Linked DNA regions of Gossypium hirsutum: regions 1 and 3 are each linked to region 2. A link is a contact called in public Hi-C data. All regions are on one chromosome and are shown on one strand. Each heading gives the region's core, a stretch centred on a gene start, on an enhancer-like site or on the middle of the called end of the contact. The rest is flanking DNA. Distances are from core to core; before and after follow the strand shown.

The links. A called contact is a pair of places that touch in the nucleus more often than the background predicts.
Region 1: a contact with region 2 is called in a Hi-C map of leaf, with 3 times the contacts expected there. The contact joins the promoter of LOC107951039 here to the promoter of LOC107950963 in region 2. A contact is called at or near these places in 3 of 34 Hi-C or Micro-C datasets (all in leaf).
Region 3: a Hi-C map of leaf shows a contact between it and region 2, with 3 times the contacts expected there. The contact joins the promoter of LOC107902204 here to the promoter of LOC107950963 in region 2. A contact is called at or near these places in 2 of 34 Hi-C or Micro-C datasets (both in leaf).

The regions. Positions count from the first base shown.
Region 1 is chrA08:10,693,095-10,695,794 of Gossypium_hirsutum_v2.1, forward strand. LOC107951039 (transcription factor UNE12) reads right to left here and starts at 1,387. Exons shown (of 6, transcript XM_016885930.2): 1 at 759-1,387. The coding sequence starts at 1,112.
Region 2 is chrA08:10,918,883-10,921,582 of Gossypium_hirsutum_v2.1, forward strand. It overlaps LOC107950963 (protein LONGIFOLIA 1), which reads right to left and starts at 1,350. Exons shown (of 4, transcript XM_016885849.2): 1 at 1,025-1,350; 2 at 1-944. The coding sequence starts at 1,177.
Region 3 is chrA08:11,123,727-11,126,426 of Gossypium_hirsutum_v2.1, forward strand. It overlaps LOC107902204 (2-methyl-6-phytyl-1,4-hydroquinone methyltransferase, chloroplastic), which reads left to right and starts at 1,316. Exons shown (of 3, transcript XM_016828445.2): 1 at 1,316-2,319; 2 at 2,486-2,700. The coding sequence starts at 1,757.

The sequences.
Region 1 (2,700 bases), core at 137-2,636, 230 kb before region 2:
AAAACTCGACTCATATGATGTTGACAATTTTTGGAAGCTATGAACATGAAACCTACTAGACATTAAACCAGTTTCTCCTGGTAGATGGGGCCATTAAACAAAGACCGGTTTACTTAACTACAAATCAAGGAATCAACTACTAGTTATTTTACAGAAGATTTTTTAGATTTTTATTTCACTACTATGACCCTAGCTTTCAAGTTCCAAATACATGCCCTTCAATTCTTGAAAAAAAAATTAACTTGTGAAGTACAACTCTTGTTTAATTTTGGATTCAGGTTTACAGCAAATCAGCAGTTGAATAGTCTTCAATGATTGAATAATCTTACTCTGCCAGTTAGTTAATGACTTAAGCAACTCTAAGACATTGATGTACTGTATCCTTTGTAAATATCAAAACTTGGCATCCCACAATAGTAACTCCCACCAAACCCTGTCATGTTTTCCTTTGTCTTCTCTGCTATCAGACAGAAACAGGCATGGTATAGTAACATGAAAAAAGATCAAACAGACAAATATGCTGTCACCCCAAGTTTGACAATCTAAAACTTAAAATAATCCAAAAAGGACAAATGCACATACTCCATTTACAGAGGAGAAAATTGACAATAATTAAATATAATTATATTTAGTTATCAGCACCATAAAACCTAGCTTCTAAGTCAAGCTCCTGAAAGGAAATTCATATATAAAAAGAGGGAAAAAACTTTTAGAGGGAAAAAGTTTTTTTTTAAGTGATAAAGTATTATTTTTCTTACATTTTTTACAGAAGAAGCTCGGTCATCAACGACCCCGTTCCGAAACCGCTTCCCACTACCGGAAGCTTCCTCGGGTTTCAAAAACCCGCCTTTCCCTTGCTCCAAGCTCAAGCCCAAGGGGAAAACCTGCCCATGAAACGCACCGCCTCCACCGCCGCCGATTCCACCGATATGAGCGGCGCCATCACCGGAGCTGAGCTGCAAAAACATTGGAGCTCCAGCTCCAGCAGCGGTTGCAGCCAATCCAGCGTCGGATCCAGCTAAGCCCGTTTCGGAGGGCGCAAAGTTAGGGAGGCCGAGGATTTGCTCGAGGAAATCATCGGCGGCGGGGGCCTCGTTGGTGTTATTAGCCATGAGAAAGCCGGAAAAAAGATAGCAGCGGAAAGTGAGTCCAAGTAGCGGCGATAGGGACTAACCAAAGAGCATCTACATGCAAAGGAAATGGCGAAACTGAATTGAACCAAAAAAAAATATAATAAAAAAGCAAAATAGAAAGTTTGGAGTTTTGGCTTTCCTCTTCTTTTTTTCTTCAGCTCTGAGAGAGAATCAGAAAAAGACAAATATATACAAAGAAAAAGAGGGAAGGAAAAAGGAGAATGCTTTTATATTATTTTTCTTTTCCTCTCTTTGAATCGTGGTTAAAAACATAACGCTTTTTGTTAAAGGGCTTCGAGTTTCACCTAAATTACGTGGCAACCCTTTTTTCTCTCTCTTGTTTTTTACACAGTAAATCAAGCACTTTATGTGTGTTTGAATACAGGATGCGACGTGTTTATTTTTTGATTTTACTGTTACTGTTATTTTTATATTAATTCTAATTAAACGTATAATATCATCATAATTTCTTGTTTGAATTTTGAATTTTTTTCCATTCTAAGATGATTTTAAAATAAAAAAAAGTCTTTAAAATATTTTATATTTTAAATATTGATAATAAATTAATTTAAATAAAATATTAAAAATTAAAACAATTTTATGAACGAAATTCTTGAAAAAATAAAAAGAAATTTAATTTTAATTTTTTTATATATTAGCACAATTTTATCCAATGTAGAACTATTTGTTAACAATCATAAATCTAAGTTAATTTATTGTATCACCAAAAAGGGGTTCAATTTATTTTTTAAACTTTAAATAGTATCCATCATGGGCTTTTAAATTAGATAAAAATGTTGGTTTTAAAAATTAATTCAACAAACAAATTAAATCAATTTGTAGCATATTTATTGGAATAGAGTAGTTTTGAAGAAAGAAGGGAAAACATATTACGCTTTTTTATCTTACGGTCGAATTCTCTAACGATCAAAGTGTCAACTGCCATGAAAAAAAAAACAATTAATTTTTATCTCTATAGAAACTCAAATCTTCTCCTATTTTTTTAACTAAAAACAATTAATAAATTAAACTCTTAATTTTTTTAAGTCGAGTACAAATATTAAATTTATTCATAAATTACCTTGCATATAAATATTTTTAAATACATCATTTAAAAAATAATAATTGAAATAATCAATAAAATAATATCTATTTTTTTCTTGGATCCTAAATCAGCTTCTAACATATTAATTATCATATAAATCAATCTCTTTAAAATATTATTCTAGAAACTAAAAAAATTAAAGCAAAAAATATTATAAACACTAATAAGAATATTAATCATTAAATTTTTATAATTTTTTATTATTAAAATTATAAAGATAATTTCAATTTAATTAAATTAATTTTTAAACCATAATTTGTAACACTCCTAACTTATATTCGTCGTTAGAACAGGGTTACGAAGCATTACTGGAATAAACAAATCAAAACAGACATTTCAAATTATTTAACATCCATGTCAGATATTATTCATAAAGTCCCTTATATGAGCGCTTGAGACCCAAAACATTCATTAGAAACAAGTTGAGATTAATCCAGGTACTCAGAGAATTTTTTTCGTGAA
Region 2 (2,700 bases), core at 100-2,599:
TTTGATCTGTAAGCCGGAGGAGGTGAATCGTTGCTGCTTCTCCTGATTGGTGATGATCTTTCCGGTCTAATAACAACAATTGGAGATTGTTCATAAACAAAGCTCCTTTTATTCCTTTGGTTTGGAGGTTTCGTAGTATGTAAAAGGCCTTTAAGTTGCAAAGCTTCGAGGATTCGCTTAAGATTCTCGAGATCTTTCGACGGCTCGTTAATTCCTCGGAGCTTAAGCTCTTTCTCAATCTCTCCATTGATGGAAACTGTTTGCTTTGTCTTTGGAAAGAAATCAACTGAATTGTAACAACGTTTAGTTTGAACCGTTCCTCGAACCGGAGTTTTAACTGGTTCACGTCTCACAGTGCTTGAGCCTTCTGTTCCATTTCTTATTACTTCATCTTGCTCGGCACCATTTTTAGTTACCACATTGCTCGAAATCCTCCCATTTAAATGGAAATTAATTCTATCTATAAAACGATACTGAAATAGATCTCTGCCTCTTGCTTCCGACGCGGATCTCCGGAGCTCCGCTCTTTTATTCGGTTCGGGATCTGAATCCCGTAACGGCGCCTCAAGCCCCATGAGCCTTGCGACTACGCTAGGTGAACGTCGTTGTTTGTCGATACCATCCACTCCGTCTTCTTCTCTATTGCTTTCGCATTGGTTGGAAGGTAGAATGGCGGTATTCGTAGGGACCTCTCGTGGCTTAAGGCTTCCAGTTGCATTGACCACGGCTCTGCTATCGAGAGAAAGCCTTGGAGCTTCTTTGGAGAATTTCCATGGAGAACTTGTGCCGTCTTCGTTGAATTCGAAAATTGGACGGCAGCGAGGTGACTTGTTCTGGCTCCCCATGGCAATGGAAGGTTCCGGTGACGGCAGCTTCTCTATTATTTTAGATATTGGTAGTGGTGACTCAACGTTCTTCTCTTGCTCCGATGTCATTTCTCTGGACTGAGAAAAAAAACAGTAAAATTACATTTCAGTAGAAGTCCACATGCACATCATAAATAGGGGGAAAAAAGGAAACCAACCGTCGTGGAAGGGAGGCGCTTAACAGTGTAAAGGCGTTTGCCGGCTAGAATGTGGTGACAATCAAAGATCTGAAAAAAACCAGCCATGCAACCCTTTTGTTTCTCATCTATTTTCTTCTCAATATTTTGCTCTTGCACTATCCCCGCCATCATTCAAAAAAATAAAAAAATCTCTGTTGGAACTCAACAATAATACCCCCTTCTCTTTCACTCAACTTTATTTTCTTTGAATTACTATTTTTCCATTTCTCTCTTCATCTTTTGCAAGTTTCTTGCTGTCACTGTGTGGCTGAGTTTAACCGCAACACAACAATGCAGCCTTTATATTCATACTTCATTCTCCCGCTTTTATGGTCTTTAAAAGGGTGGACCACGTTAAGGAACAAAAAGAGCAGTGGTGTGGGGACAGATGGCATCTCTCGTCACTTGTACGCAACTTGACCTTTACTATAAATTCGATGACGTAAAATTTTTATTTTTCAAATAAAATACAATATTAAATGGGTGTATGATAAGAAGTAACGACAAAATATAAATATTCAAAATATCTAATTTAACTCTTTTGTTTTTGAAAGTACAAACTATTTAATCTAAAACTTATAAACCAAGAAAACAAAAATATTATAAACTGAAAATTTGCTCCAACATTAAACTTCTACCAACAAAAAAGTTTGTTGGCACTGTCACTGGACCCCGCAGCTTGGCCAATGCTTTCTCCTAACCTGTCATTCCTTTGAACGACTAACCACTACCTGTATTGCCTCCATTTTATGTCATGCTTATAACCAGTTTTGGCCCCCGAGATGATACGATTTAAAAATGCTAATAACCATAAAATAATTATTTCCCTTTGAAGGTGCATATGAATCATTTAAAAGCAAATGAATATGGATAAGAGGGTGAAGCCATTAACGTGAATCACGATAACGTACATTGTAATGACACCTGTAATGTACACATTTAACTTACAACGTAGATAAAAATATTGTTGGGTATGGGTCCCACTATGTGGGAAACCCATATTTTCTGGCACAAATGTTTTGCCTTCCTTTTTCTTTTGTTTTTTGTCAAAAGCCAATTTTTTGGCTTATTAACGGGTTGGGCAGAAATTTTTCTGCAGAGAGCTAAAGAAAAAATAGAGAGAAAGAGAATAGAAAAAAATCAGATTTTCAAGCTTGGTGCAGCAGTGATCAACTCTTCGGTCGAAGGTCCATCCGTGGTTCGATTGAGCTGATTTTTGGACAGCAGCTAGGTGATAAGGTGTTCTTGACTTTGTACGGTCGGATTTTTCATCCGAGTCTTGTAGCGTCGGAAATACCCATTTTTCAGCAGCTACGTTTTTGGTGATGTTCTCTCATTTTTCTCTCTTTTGCTAAAGATTACATGTTGTTAGCCTTGTCGGAGTTGAATGCTTGTTGTAGGCTTGATATTGTGATCTTGTAGTTGAACATTTGATGATAGTGGAGCTCTTTATCGGACTCTAAAGTCCCGTGGTTTTTACCCTTAATTTAGAGGGGTTTTCCACGTAAAAATATCGGTGTCTCTATTTATTTTTGTTGTGGTTGCATTAGTTGATTTGTGGTTGATTAAGGTTGCTAGAGAACATATCTTGTGCTATTGTGCTTGCCATAATTTTTACAGGAGTTATAAGGAGAGAAAGAACACCGGTTGTGCTT
Region 3 (2,700 bases), core at 66-2,565, 200 kb after region 2:
ATAACCGAAACATATTAGCGTAGTTTGATTTAAAGAACAATTGGATTATGCTATGAAAATGTGTAATCTAATTTAAATGAATCATGTTGTTGAATTTGTTAATTATAGTTCGATCTTTCTAATTTGTAAGGCTATTAAAAAATTAAATATTATAAGTGTTTCTTAAGGTTGTTTGACTTAAAAGGGTTGATTGTATAGTTATTCTCGCAATTAATTTATAAACTCAAGAAAGATTGATGGTTTAAGTAAGAAAACATCTAAAATTCGTGATCAATTTGACACCGAAATTGACATCGCACCTTAGATTGGAAATCTCGTCATATATGTTTACTCTTGAATATTTCGAATTGCTGTTATTTACATTCCGAATTTTCTTTATATTATTTTTGCAAGATTTAAAACCCCATTTTTTTTTATTTTTCTTCAAGATTGCAAAAGTCGTGCTCACAATTGCTCTAGTTACTAAATAATTTTAGTTGATCTAATCTCTTTCAGATTTGACCCTACTTTTCTATTTATAAAATTTATTATGTTTTTTACGGGTAGGAATTTAAAGTCCATGGATTCCGCACCATCATATATTAATTATGGTTTTAATCTCTTTTACTTTTAATTTGAAATTAATGTGAATTCTCGAAGTAACACCATTAATTATTATTGTTAAAATGATGAAGTGAATTTCTCTTACAACAACTAATTTAATTAAAATATAAAATTGTTATTAATTGAATATATCTCTTAAAATTAAAATACAAATTTCTTAAACTTTAATATTTTTGTTGATACAATGTATCGTCAATAGATATGAAAGAAGGAAAGAGTGTTCTGTTTTCTGGTTTAAGAAAAGATAAGAAGAAGAAGATAATAAAGATAGAGTCTTTTTTAGTACCGTCTTTTCTCTCAAATCGAGTGTTTGGGGTTATTTAAACTATGAATATTTCGAATTGAATTTCGAATCAAGTTATTATATATTTTATTATAATTATATAACAACTTTATAAGTGGGTTTGAAAATTTATACTGTAATTACCCTCATTCTCATATGTCAACTATGAATTGAAAAGGGTAATTAAAATGCCAAATTACACTCAATTTAACGAAACCTAATAATTAATAAAATTTAAATCTAATTATTAATTTTTTTCAATTTTAATGTAGTAAAAAAATCCAAATCATAATTAAATCAAGATTGCTGCTGCGAAACAAAACTCGATGCTTGGTCGTGATTGGGCCTCGTGAGGGTAGGCAGAAATGAATGCGCATCACCTTGCAATTAAGAGAGGAGAGTAAAGGATCCACCATTCAGCAAAAAGAGCCCATTGTCTTTGTTTGCACCCTGCGATTTTCACTTCTCCTACTAAAACACAATCAAACTTCAAATAGTAAATTCTTTCTTAAATATAGGACAAAAACCAATCAAAATAATAAGCCAAAAAAGAACCCAATCCTGTGGTGCCCGTTAACTCGATTTCTCTGCTCTAGAGACTCTCTAGTCTCACCAAAGTTGCATAAAGAAAAGTAGCTAACTGCCTAGGCTTGGATCTGCGGTGCTGGACCAAGTACCATGTTTTGTGGGCTACTGGCTCTCTTCAGTGTTCACCTAGCCTAACCACCGCCCTGAACCCACCAAACCACCAGATTTGGGTGCTGGGTTTTTGTCTTTATATTTTTATTTTCTCATTTCTTTCAACTTTCAACTAAACATTGCACCTTCTTAATTTGTGGGGTTTTTTTTTTTTGGTTTGCTGCTTAATCCATGGCTTCTTCCATGCTGAATGGAGCTGAAACCTTCACTCTCATCCGAGGTGTTACCCCAAAAAGTATTGGTTTTTTGGGGTCAGGTTTACATGGGAAACAGTTTTCCAGTGCGGGTTTAATCTACAGTCCGAAGATGTCCAGGGTAGGAACGACGATAGCCCCGAGGTGCAGCTTATCAGCGTCAAGGCCAGCTTCACAACCAAGATTCATACAACACAAAAAAGAGGCCTTTTGGTTCTACAGGTTCCTCTCAATTGTCTATGACCATGTCATAAACCCAGGTCACTGGACTGAAGACATGAGGGATGATGCACTTGAGCCGGCTGATCTCAATGACAGGGACATGGTAGTTGTAGATGTTGGTGGTGGAACTGGTTTCACTACTTTGGGTATTGTTCAGCATGTGGATGCTAAGAATGTTACAATCCTTGACCAATCTCCTCACCAGCTTGCAAAGGCTAAACAGAAGGAGCCTCTCAAGGAATGCAACATAATTGAAGGTGATGCAGAAGATCTTCCTTTTCCTACTGATTATGCCGATAGATATGTGTCTGCTGGAAGGTATATTTTCAACCCCCTTTTAGGACTATCTCCTATAAGATGTTAAATACTGGTATCTTTATGGTTTGCATGTATGATTTGTCTTGAAATTGAGAGAGGGGAGGAGATAGTAGCTTGATAATGCCTCTAACTGGGAAATGGGAATATGGTATTGTGTGTTTTTCAGCATAGAGTACTGGCCAGACCCACAACGGGGGATCAAGGAAGCATACAGGGTGTTGAAACAAGGAGGAAAAGCTTGCTTAATTGGTCCTGTGTACCCTACATTTTGGTTGTCTCGTTTCTTTGCAGACGTTTGGATGCTTTTCCCTAAGGAGGAAGAATATATAGAGTGGTTTGAAAAGGCTGGATTTAAGGATGTCCAACTCAAAAGGATTGGCC